Regions from separate parts of the Hordeum vulgare genome. Here region 1 is linked to region 2. A link is a contact called in public Hi-C data. All regions are on one chromosome and are shown on one strand. The core of a region is the stretch at or near the end of the contact, and the rest is flanking DNA. Distances in the headings are between cores, read along the strand shown.

Region 1 (6,759 bases), core at 3,218-5,717, 280 kb after region 2:
TATTAATTTAGAGCCTAGTGTCAGTTCTCGTTTTTTTTCATGTTTTTGAATATTGTAGATAAGGAATATTAAACAGAGTCCAAACGGAATAAAATCCCGGAAAGATTTTTCTTGGACCAGAAGACATGCAACACACTTGGAGTAGGGGGCAAAGCAGTTGCCGGGAGGCCACAAGCCTGCAGGGCGCGCCCTGGGGGGTGGCCGCGCCCCCCTGGCTTGTGCCCCCTGCAGGTCTCCTAACCCTAATTCTTGGCCTATAAATTCACAAATATTCCCGTATCGCCAAAAAGAGCAACGCGAATACTTTTACGCCACCGGGAGCCTCTATTCCCGAGAGATCCAATGTGGGAGCCTTTTCCCGTAATCTGCCGCAGAGGGAATTGATCACAAAGGACATCTACATCAACTCCATTGCCCATCCGATGATGTGTGAGTAGTTTACCACAGACCTGCAGATCCATAGCTAGTAGCTATATGGCTTCTTCTCTCTCTTTGATCTCCAATACCATGTTCTTCATGATCTTCATGGAGATATATCCAATGTAATACTCTTTTGCAGTGTGTTTGTCGAGATCCGATGAATTATGAGTTTATGTTCAGATTATCCATGAATATTATTTGAGTCTCTTCTAAATTCTTATATGCATGATTTCATATCTTTGCAAGTCTCTTCGAATTATTTGTTTGGTTTGGCCAACTAGATTGGTAATTCTTGCAATGGGAGAAGTGCTTAGTTTTGGGTTCAATCTTGCGGTGTCCTCACCCAGTGAGAGTAGGGGTAGTGAGGAACGTATTTTATTGTTGCCATCAAGGGTAAAAAGATGGGGTTTTCATCATATTGCCTGAGTTTATCCCTCTACATCATGGCATCTCAGTTAATGTGTTACTCTGTTCTTCATGAACTTAACACTCTAGATACACGCAGGAGTTGGTCGATGTGTGGAGTAGTAGTAGTAGATGCATAATCGTTTTGGTCTACTTGATACAGACGTGATGCCTATATGCATAATCATTGCCTTGGATATCTTCATAATTATTTGCTTTTCTATCAATTGCTCGACAATAATTTGTTCACCCACTGCATTATTTCCTTTATGAGAGAAGCCTCTAGTGAAACCTATGGCCCCGGGGTCTATTTTCCTTATTATATTTTCAGATCTATAAATCAAAAATATCAAAAATACTTTGCTGCAATTTATTTACTTTAGTCTTACTTTCAGATCTATGAATATTTTATATCTCTCTATCAAGGGATTGGCAACCCCTTTATAGCGTTGGGTGCAAGTGTTTGTTTATTTATGTAGGTACTACTATTGGAGCCTCGCTTGTTCCTCCTCCTAGATTGATACCTTGGTTCTCAACGAACCGAGGGAAATACTTATGTACTTTGCTACATCACCCTGTCCTCTCCAAGGGAAAACCAACGCAAGCTCAAGAGGTAGCAATGCTCAATCACTACCTAAGTTTCCGTCTTGACTTTGTTAATGGATTTTACTAGTATCTCTTAGAAAGGGGTGCTTGAACAATCTTGTTGGAATTTCAAGCGAAGCAACCAACGAACAACGTCACAACAGCTAGCTATATATAGCCGCAACCTTCCTAGAATGAAAATTACCATTTAGGACAAATTATCGAACCAATGGCCTTCTATACATTTTTAATGGTCGGATTTTGAGCACACGATAACTATACTTGAGGAGTAAGTAAAGTTGACTCCTCGTTCCGAAACATATCTCTCACATCCCAGAAGATCAATGTCTCTGGCTGAATGTTTTAGCACACAAAGAGATTTCTCTCAAACTCCCATAGGTTTCGACTAAGAATCACAATAGATATAAGTCTCAAAATACTTATACCCTCTCAATATTAATATGGTCATATGACTCAAATAAGACAAAGAAGAACAACGAAACAAATGCAATGTCTTCGCTTCACCTTCAATCTTCTTGACTGTAGCCATTTCTTCTTGGACACACTAAATACCAATTGCTTTAGTTTCACAATATTTTTTAAGGCCAACTTTGTCATGCAATCTTCTCTATATTGTTTCTTCTTGAAGCATATCTCTCTTCTCTTCAACGCACATACTTCTCGGTGAAGTCAATCCAAACTTCTCGCCAACTGTAGCATTGTTCCCGATACATTGGAGACTATTTATCTTTGTGCGCACTAGCAGACAAATAAGTCTTTTACTACTTTTCACAACAACTTCCAAAACCCAAGGGGGCAAGACATTGCACCAACACGTACACATGACTACGTAAATCACATGTGGTGATGGTCGGGAGGCACCACGAATTGCTATCAAACACACGGTCATACTCATGTTAAAGCCAAGTTCTCAAATCTATACTATTCCAAGGGTTAGCGAGGTTTAGATTTCATCGTCGTAGTAATAAAACTTGGCTTGTTTATTTTTGGTATCTGAAATTTTAAAGGCTATAATAAAACCTCGTGACACAAAGAAAGTTACACAGAGTGGTTATCATGTATTGCCAACATGGAATGCATAAGAGCTCAGCATTTCATGAAGTTTACTATTTCTTGAAAACTCTAATATGCTTTCTATTTTAGCATTCATGGCGTCTACTAATTTTAGGTAATAGGTCTAATATTTATTGGCAACCCTGGTATGATTTTGGTTATATAAAATTGAATAATGCAAAGCTATACTGCGTGATTGTATTTACTAGTCAAGGTGCACGCCATGTTAGGATAATAATAATAGAATCATGTATCATTCCTAGTTGTAGTTACTGCAGAGTGAGACATGTAATGAAAACCATAAAAGCACAATTACTATGATGCATTCAATTTAATTTATCTTCTAAATCGGCTAAAATATCTTAAACGTTTGTACCTCATCTATCTATCATAGTTGCTTCATCTCCCTTCTTATAATGTTCTTAATAAAAAATTGGGAAATCAACAATCATTACCAAGGATGGCCTTTTTCTATAAGTTATTTTTGCTAGGCTTGTCGTATCATTATATTCACTTGTACAACCGGTGCTAAATGCAACCGATACACTGTTGCCATATTATGCATTGCAAGTGCACCATAACCATATCTTCATAGGGAGAGGTGACATTTTAGAAAAAAATTACCAAAATATTCGGCATGGAAAAGCATCACTTGAATAGATGGATGTCAATTTGTAACAAATATTGAAATAAAGAGCTAGGCCCATGATTTTTGTTTGGTGTTATAAACCATTTTCTAATCTTTTTAAGCATATCCCTCAAGTTTTGCGTGTTAGGATAAAGAAATTGCCCCTTTCACCTAACAGAACAAACCTTCGAAGCCTTGATTATAGTGTTTTGATATCCTCGACAAAACAATAGTATGAGACCCTTGTTGACACTTCAATAATATGACCATACGACAGTGACATGATCATAGAATTACGACACTGTTAAGATAAAAAATAATATTACATGCCATCATGATTCCAAAAACCTCGTCCAGAATGGTAAGTATATAGACCACAAACCATACCTTTTTTAGAAAGCCCAACCTTGAAATTCTAAGCTCTAGCAGACTTGACATACAATATAGTGGCATTCTCTTGTTTTAAAACATTAATTTAATTATTCTCCTCATAGTATATATATAAACATTAGTATGTCGATATTTGTAAATTAAAATCCTACAATTCATCTATTTTGAGCTTTTTATGAGTCTCGCTAAAGAAACTAAAAAAGGAAACGCCTGTGGCCGGGCGCGCGACCCGCGCATGCAGTTGATTAGGCATCCAACTTTTTTCTCGTCTAAATTTGCTGCAACCAATGTTTATATTTGCTAAAAGCGTTTTCTATTTGCTACATTTAACCAGTAAAAAGCTGCATATACGTTTGGTTGCAGCTTCAGTTCATCGGATTTTTTGTTACAACCGGTGTTTTTTACTTTTGCTACAACCGTGTTAATTTTTGCTACAACCGATATCATTTTTACTGCAATCGTTTATTAAAAAATTGCATACACGTTTATCAGAGTTGCAACCCGAATTCACCGGATTGTTTTTACTACAACCCACATTTTGTTTTGATACCATGCATCATCGGCGTATTTTTTTACTATGATCACGTTTATATTTTTTGCTACAACCATATTTTTATTGCAATCGTGACCGATGTTTGCTGCATCGTGATCAAAATTTGCTACATCGAGGTATTTTGCTGCAAGAACAGTTTTGATGGTGCGGTCTGCGTGCAACCGACCGAAAGTTTCGAAGCGCCGACGCATAGCGCTGCCCAACTAAAAAGCCCGAGGCCGAATAGCCCCGCCATATCTATGTGTAACCAAAATCACAATCCACAAGCACTCACAACATTTGCTCAAAGAAAAAAAAAACATTTGCAAGCTCTCATCGTCCTATTGGTTGCTCTCCCTCTCACACGGATCGCCGAGGCCCACCAACGGCTGGCGTCCGTCGACCCCAAGACGCCAGCGCTCCAGATGGAAGCACCGCCCCCCAACCTCCATACTCGCCCGGAGAACAAACACAGAACAGAAACACACAGAAAGCACAAACGCACACTCCACCGCACAAAACAAGCCTAAAAAAAACCCCGAGGAAATCGACAGGGAGAAAAGGGGGCGAAAAAAAGGAGAGCAAAGAGGAAAAGCTTCGGAGCTCTGGATCGGCGATGGAGTCGGTAGCGAAGGCGCCGAAGAAGGCCGGCGCGGCCGGGCGCCGGGGCGGCGGCGGGCCGAAGAAGAAGGCCGTCTCACGCTCCGTCAAGGCCGGCCTCCAGTTCCCCGTGGGCCGCATCGGGCGCTACCTCAAGCAGGGCCGCTACGCCAAGCGCGTCGGCAGCGGCGCCCCCGTCTACCTCGCCGCCGTCCTCGAGTACCTCGCCGCCGAGGTGGGCCGCGCGCGCCAGCCGCGAGACTGGCTCCGATTCGCCTCTGTTTTACTTTCTATTTTTTGTCTGGCAGCTCCTGGAGCTGGCGGGGAACGCGGCGCGGGACAACAAGAAGAACCGGATCATCCCGCGGCACGTGCTGCTCGCGATCCGCAACGACCAGGAGCTCGGGAAGCTGCTGGCCGGCGTCACCATCGCCTACGGAGGTGTCCTGCCCAACATCAACCCCGTGCTGCTTCCCAAGAAGCCCGCCGCGGCGGCTGCCAAGGAGCCCAAGGCGGGCACCACCAAGTCTCCCAGGAAGTCCCCCGCCAAGAAGGCGGCCGCCGCTTAGGCCCGGCACTCGCTATGCCGGTGCCCCATCTCACCCTCTCCTCCCTCTTCTCTGTTTCTCTGTCTGTCTGGGTTGAACCGTAACGCACCAAGTTGTCGTCGTCGTCGTTGCTGCATGCCGTCGTTGCCATGGATCGATTGCTGCTTGTTTGTACTTATTTTGCGTGGCTTCCGCATAGGTGCCAATCAGCTTATACTCTGTAACCTGATTAACACCGCTGTATGTTCGTATAAGTTCGTAGGTCAAGGGAGAGAGGGAGGGGAAGGGAAACTGTGAATGCCTCTTTGTAATAAAATTGTGAAGATGTGAAAAATATCAAGGACTGATTGTCGTCTCTCTTTTGCTGCACGCTAAGACCGATTTCTTGAGTTTATCTGGTTGCTTTGGGCATGTTTTGCTTGTTTGCACCCTTAGAGCACCTCCAACGTGCCGATCTGGTTTGCGGTGCGCCAATCATCACGTTTGGCGTGGCGTTTGCAGCGTGACCATGCGTTGGCTTCCGCAGTCGCGTTAAAATGCACAGCGCGCGAGCAGCATGCGCTCACATTTGTTCATTTTTAATACAAATTTCATACATCAACACAAAACACATGTCATATAATTTGCGTTCATCGTCACGTTTGGCGCGGTGCGCCGCGCTGTGATAATTCGCGTCCATCGTCACGTTTGGCGCGGTGCGCCGCGCTAAAATGCACAGCGCGTGAGCAGCAGGCGCTCACATTTGTTTATTTTGGATACAAATTTCATACATCAACCCAAAACACATGTCATATAATTTGAATCACAAACATCATTCAACCAAGTTCGCTGCTCACATTTGTTCATTTTGGACACAAATTTCACACATCAACACAATTTCACACATCAACACAAAGCACATGTCATATAATTTGAATCACAAACATCATTCAACTAAGTTCGTGCCCAAAAGTTCATGCCCACAAGTTTAAATTCATGCACACAACATCATTCAACGAAGTTCAAAATGCAAACCAAGTTCAAAATGCAAACAACGCAAATAAGTTATCCATATGTATGCATTCAAAAAATAACAAAAAAAGTTGGGGATTTTTTCTACCTTTGGGGAATATCGTCGTACACATTGTGCGCGTCGGCCGCCGGCTCAACAAGTGAGCTCGTCGGCGCTTCGGTAGCCTCCTCGTCCCTCATACTCCCTGCAAGCTTCTTCCTCGATGCCTTCGAGGTGCCGGAGGCGCCCGCCACCTTGTTCTTCTTCGCGGATATCTTGCCCTTCTTCGGTCGCGCCGCATTTGGGAGCTTCGAGGGGGTGCAGAGGGCTTCATCACGGCGAGCGCCGACGCGACAATGCCCGCCGCCAAGGTCATCCACGGCGGCATGAAGAGGCCGCGCGCGAGGCAGATGCTCGGAGGAGCTCCGGCGGAGGCGAGGCCAACGCTCCCAGCGCTAGGGTTTGCGGCGGCGGCGGCGACGGAGGGTTCGCGGCTGTAGGATCGGGTGAGGAGGGAGCCGGCGCGTGTCCATCGGGTCAGTTCGCCGGCGCCGGCGCGTGCGGGGCGAAGATGGCGCGGTGGAGA
Region 2 (6,720 bases), core at 538-3,037:
GCTACATTTTGGTTAGGTGGGCCACCACGCGATCTTATGGGACGTGATCTTTGCTCACTGCGCAGCGGGCCATGTTATCTACATGCAGGAGATAGTTTGGTCCTTGGAGAGATGGCTAGGTCGTTTCTTCTGTGGCTTAGGAATCTGTAGTATTTTTTGTGGTACGTAGCCGCGCCATATCTAATCATGCAGCGGTCTTTATACTAGACTAGACTACATTATACTTGCTCCATTTTTAGATATATGCCTTTTTAGAAATTTTATTAGAAAACTACATGCGGAGCAAAATAAATGAATATATACTTTAAATTAAAGTGTGTCTATATACATTTGCGTATAGTTTTTTAATGAAAAATTTAAAAAAACTTATATTTAGGAAAGGGGGGGGGAGTAGATGCAAATTTGTCACCCTCACGTGCCTCTAATCTTCTTTGATTAGCTCAACTGAATGAACCAAATTATCAGAAACGATGTGTGAGAAGGGTTAGGTGATGTCCTAAACGGTACCATTTGCACCTGAAGAGTACATGCAGACTAGAAGAGGCATGTGATAAGGTACAGTACGGACTATCATGTGACTTGTCTGCTTACAAGAAATTTTCGTCTCTCCCGAATGTACATGAAACAAGTTAATATATATCGTAGTATACTCATAAGAAGAAGCAAAATCCTTCAAAAAAAGCTAGAAATAAGACGAAGCAACACAGATCCATCTTCACCGAAGCTTGAGTGACCTAGATCAGCCCATCCCATTCCAGACCTTCTTTCTCTCTCTCCATGTGGCGGTTGTGGTGCATGGTTGTTGCGTGGCAGTGTGAATTTTCATGTGCACTTATCTTAGGATACATGTGTCCTTCGCTAAGCGGTGTGAGTCGTTGCCGAATCTAGCCTACTCAGTATGGATGCAGGGCCATATCGATGCAGTGGGGACTTCCTTCATTGGTGTTGCAAGACACTGTTTTCGCAACCCTCATGTTTTGCTAGTGGCGAGCCTAGGGTGCTTCTCTTGGCCAAGTTGGTCTAGAGTTGATGCACATGAGTTCGCATGCGGCAGAGTATGTGGCTTGGTTCTTGTTTCTGCCGCGTGCTTGCGTATTGACGGTGTGTTTCTGTCTAAGAAAGACGGAGTTCCACTATTTAAGAAAAATGTGGAGCTCCTTCCTTCTGCCAGTTGATAAAAAGGAAAGTTTGCGCGGTAGAGTATGTACACGAAAAGCACCGGCCGGAGGAAACAGATGAGTGTTTAAGAATTTTTCAGATGATATAAAAACACATGTCCGAATTCAAATCAAGTCAAAGTAACACGCGGCGTGTGTCGACACACGCTGAAGTGAATTAGCTAGCGCGGTACATCGTCCACCGTTGTGTTCTCTCCACTGATCCGCTCCATGAGCTGAACTTGTCAAAGTCAACCCAGCCCCTTCCCTTCAGAAACACGTCTATCAAACCTCAAATTTTCACACGGTTTTGAGGAAACAAAAAGAAGAAATGACACACACGCACGCCGTTAATCTCTATCCATGTAAAAAAGACCACGAGCCAGCACTACAAGAGCCGCAAGCTAGACGCCAAGGGAGAAACGGTGAAGCAACAAGCAAGTAGTTTGAGCGGGGATCGGCGCCATTCGCCCGCACTCTGCAGCCACAGAAGAGCAATGCGAGAGCGAGGCGCGGGCCCGGAAAAATCTGCCCGTCCACCTCTCCTCCAATGGGAGGGCGGAACCCACGTGCCAACCCTTCCACGTCCCCCTCCCTCGCCTCCCCTATTTCTACCTCATCGCCAGCCTTCGTTGCGCCCACAGCTACCAGTACCACCACTCTATCCCGGCCCGTTCTACTTAGCTAGCGTCAGCCTTCTTCCTCGAGCTCATCCACCATGGGCGACTCCTCATCATCCTCGGCTTCCTACATCAGAATGGTATGCATCATAGCTAGTCGTGTTGGGATTTCTTCTATAAGCGCGGGTAGATCGGAGGTGTGCGCGCGTGTGTCTACTATATCAAGCGACACAGATGACGGAATCTTTGTGTGTCCCCATTGATTGATTGATTGATTGATTCCAGGTGCACCATCTGATAGAGAAGTGCATTTGCTTCAACCTGAACAAGGAGGGGTGCATGGAGGCCCTGGAGAAGCATGCCAAGATCAACCCGGTCGTCACTTCTACTGGTATATATATCTTCCTTACTGCATGCAACTACTGCGAAAGCATATAGTATGGGGTGTATTTTTAGACAAAGGAGGTGGTGCCCCAATCAAACCGCTTGGGCAAAGCATATACGCCCCGCCTAATTAGAGATCTCCATGCTATGATGGTGTCGTATTTAGAGACATACAAGGAAATATGTGCGTGCTAGCATGTAGCTTCAGCTCAAATTGACTTAATCCTTTGTACGTAGTGTAAGTTTCTAACTGCACAATTCTTTGCCATAGGTTAGATTATTATACTAGCTTGCTAGAGTAGCTACTTCTTGTGTCATTTCATGTGAATATATGTAAGACACTAAGAGGTGGGAGCATTACTGGCAGTGTGGAAAGAGCTGGAGAAGGAAAACAAGGAGTTCTTCGAGTCCTACAACAAGGACCGGGTGGAGAGGAACATCGAGGCGGAGACGATGGAGCGGATCCAGAAGATGCTCACCGACGCGGCTGCCTCCAAAAGCTCAGACGATGACGAGGGCTAGAAGGCTGCTGCTACTACTTATCTCCAAGCTCATGCGCATGCATCACCTCTAGCTAATTAATTGTATGAACATCATGTCGTCCGTTAATTGGATCCGGTATTATGTCTAGGGGGGTCGAATTTATTAATTGAACCTAGCTCATAACAGACCACTAGCTTGAAACCATGCATGCATGCAGTACGATCGACTACAAGGACTGGCAAGCAAGCATTTTAGTGTTTGTGTGGACGTGTACATATACAAATCACTGCATGGAATATTCAAGAGGACCCTACGTACGGCTCCGGGTCTTCAAGGTGCTCGCTCCAGCTCTAATCTTATCACTGCTGATCCTTTCGCGACCACGTGGCAGTGAGTAAGAGTGTATGCGCCAGCTGTGGCGTCTACACGCGATCATCATAAAAAAATGTAAAAATATATTCTCCACATAAAAGAGAGTAAGAAATGAAAAGGATAGCATGTATAGATAATGCATTGTCTCTTAATTGTCTTTAAACGAACAGGCAACCCTAAGAAGCGTGAGCATGCACAGACATTTGCGCTGAATCTTTTTTTTCTTTTCTTGAATCTTTGTAGACAGTTAACATATGCTTCTCCGTCTGACATTAGCAAATGTGACATGACTATGAGTTAGAAGGTGCGCGTCACACTTTTTATGCCCTCACCGGAGTTATCCTTACTTTCATGCATTATATTAGTCCAAAATAACCAACCTTATTGTTGAAACTAGCTATTAATTCATGAACTAATCAATCAAGCCAAAAACAAAAATCCCATGCTACCAAAATATTACAGTAAGAACTACGATGAAATTTTAGATTTTGTATGCCTCGGGTCTCATATGATTCTGTGTACCTCAACTATTCAAAAATCTAAGTTTGCTTCGTCAACTCCACTATCAAACATTATTGGTCCCTCAGGTGACAAAGATATCAAAGATTCCATCCCTTGCTCCAGTGAATACTGTTCGAGGGCAATGCTTTCACTTGTTTGGCATTTTTTGAAAAATTATTACAAAATACGTGGGTAAGTTGAGAAAAGTTTATATGATGAATTAACATATTGTCTTGCAAAGTTAATAAATATTTGTGACTTTACTAATGCATAACACCAAGAATGTTTAATAAGGATTTTAGTAAAGTAAAAAACTATTCTATATTTCTTATTTCCATTTTAGTACTCTTTTTTGCAAATAACCCTGATTTTCATAAATTTCATGCTATTTGTATAAACATTCTAGTTTATATTACGTAAAAACATGTGACGTGGCTTTGTTCAAAAGTTATGGAAATATGTTGGTAAATGGGAACGAATATATTATAAATAACATAACATTTTTGTAAGATTATTAAATATTTGGAACTTCACTAGTGCATAACAATGAGGAATATGAAACACAGGAATTCACTGAAGGTAAACACAGTAATATTCTATAAAGTTGTTTGTGTTTTAAAACAATAAATTTCTAGGTATTGACAGTGCTTTGTTCAATTTTATTTATATTTTATCTGGTTATTCTTCTAACCTTTTTTCTCATGTTTTTTTTCCAATGTTTCTTAGTCCATAAATCCATCTTAGTGATATTTTTCTTGAACTTATACACATAAGTGTCATTGCTTGGTTGAAAACTTATAAGTGAAGATGTGGGTAAATGGACAAAGAACTGTAGGATATTTTAGTGAAGTTGTTAATTTTTTAGGATAATGCATACCAATAACAAAATATTTAAGCAGACAGTGCAGTCAAATTAAACATTTTATTATATTAAAGTCAATTTTAAAATTCTATTTTTATGTTTTGTTTCGTATAAACTTTATGTTATACCACCAATAGTTCCGTAAAATTTCTAATACATTTTCTATGGTTGTTGTAAGTTATTAGTGAAATACTATTTTGAACATTTTTAGCTTTTCTATAAATAATTCTTTTCACATTTTCTCTATATTCCTTACCTTATATTGTATTATCTGATATACACATGAGTGCCATATTTTTGTTGAAATGCTATTATAAAATATGCTCTTGTTTCTAACATAATTATAAAATATGTGGGCTATGTGAAAAAAATTGTAGGCTAATGTCATATTGTATTTTAGTAAGGCTATGAAATACGTTGAGAGTTTACAAATGGATAATAATGAGACATGCTCAACCAAGGAATTTTGAAAAAAATATAATAAGTATTTTACAAAAAAATGTATTTCCTCTCTAAAAATATATTTTATATTATTTTCGTAATATTTCCTTCCAATAGGTATTTTTAATATTTTATCTGATTATTATAGTAAATCTTATTGGGACAATATTTGTATGTTTCTATAAAACGTTTTCATAGTTTTTTATTTCTTTGTTTTAAAATATATTTTTCATGAATTGCTTTCAAACTGACATCTGATATTCAAATAGGTGCCATGGCTTTCAGTTATGTTTTCATTATTATTCCCCATAATCTAAATAGACATATGTGATAATGTTCAGGACCTCCAAATAAATATTCACTTTACGTCCCCATCATCAAAACAACAAGAAGAAAAGTCTTTGTATACTATTGTATAATGCATATGTACGGATTTCCATCGATGGTATATTTGGAGCCGTATCAGGATGAAACACATTTCTACTTAAGGCATGGCCATTTAGCCATCGACACGGAGCCTGTAAAGCACATATACTACTGAACATTGTCTAAGAATTTTCATTAATTTATTTCTAATTCTTGACAAATGTTGTCCAAAAGCTTACTTTTATGTAACGTCTTTAAAAGGTTGAAAAACTTTTAAATCTTTGGGAAGTTATATTTTTGAAAATGTTTCAATCGTATGTGTGAAATCATATGCATACTTTTTTATTATATATTGTTCATGATATTATGATTTATTATGTTTATAATACACCATTTGTTCACTGATGTAGAACGTTTTGTCAGTTTAAATTAACTTCCAAAATGTTTTACACTAGTGAACACAAATAGATAAATACTCCATTTGTTCCAAATTACTTGTCGCGGAAATGGATATAAATGGATGTATATAGAACTAAAATACGTCTAGATACATTTATTTCTACGGCGAGTAATTCCGGACAGAGGGAAAAGGAAATTAATGATTAACATTACATTTTGAAAAGAGTATCAGTGCCTCAACATATGTACACTTTTTCAGGGAGAAAAACGTACTCCCCCGTTCCAAAGTAATCGACTTTATAGAATTGTCTAAGTGAAACTTTTTAAAGTTCGGCCCAATACATATAATTTTTGTTAAGATCTACAATATAAAATAATATATAGATATGTCATATAATGACTCTAATGAAGCAGCAATTTGGTATTGTAGATGTTGCTTTTTAGGAATTAGCACTGTAGATATTGATAGAGTTTTATATTCTCCCTCCGCCCACTGAAGAGGGTATATTTGGCTTTAAAGTTTGTCCATAAAAGAGTGTACTTTTATCTTTCCAATACACTTTAAAATAGAAAAAAATATTTCTTTCTCATCATATGGTAATTAAGATCAATAACATTTTACACATAGTCTCCTTACTTTTTACATGCAGTTAGCTCATTGGGGATTGGGTTATTAAAGAGGACAGAGATGGTGCCTTGTATCTTTACAATGAATTTTTTACTTCACTTCATAATTTATATTAAAATGTCTATATGTACACTTTTCATCGAACTGAGTGAGTAGACTAGAAATCAACTATCATGTGCATCTTATAAAATCACTGGTCTACGTAAGCGTATAGGATTGGGAAAGAATGTGGATAGATACTGATGCCTGCTTTTCTTGGACTGTTCCAGTGGCCGTTTCACTTTCTTTCCTGGCGTGCGCTGAGCTGGACGTCTACGGCGTACGTATGTACGCCTCTCTATACGAGTATGCCTCTCTATAGGAGGCGTGGCATCGAGATTCCTGCGACAGCGACGCCACTGGTCTCCTTCTGGCTACAGTACCACTCTACTACACCTAGCCAGTGCATTAATGGCAACGCAGGCCGCATGAGGTTTACACAGGTCACGCTCTTGACTGATCAGTCAT

What was found. Hi-C and Micro-C count contacts between places; a contact is called where the count stands out from the background.
Region 1: a contact with region 2 is called in a Hi-C map of leaf, with 2.6 times the contacts expected there. The contact joins the promoter of LOC123445340 here to the promoter of LOC123414845 in region 2. A contact is called at or near these places in 2 of 6 Hi-C or Micro-C datasets (leaf and seedling) and 1 of 1 datasets of contacts at active chromatin or transcription factors (embryo).

Annotation. Positions count from the first base shown.
Region 1 is chr1H:461,258,200-461,264,958 of MorexV3_pseudomolecules_assembly, forward strand. It overlaps LOC123445340 (probable histone H2A.4), which reads left to right and starts at 4,468. Exons shown (of 2, transcript XM_045122316.1): 1 at 4,468-4,869; 2 at 4,943-5,537. The coding sequence starts at 4,651. The coding sequence ends at 5,203.
Region 2 is chr1H:460,981,411-460,988,130 of MorexV3_pseudomolecules_assembly, forward strand. It overlaps LOC123414845, which reads left to right and starts at 1,788. Exons shown (of 3, transcript XM_045106684.1): 1 at 1,788-1,917; 2 at 2,063-2,168; 3 at 2,529-2,961. The coding sequence starts at 1,876. The coding sequence ends at 2,683.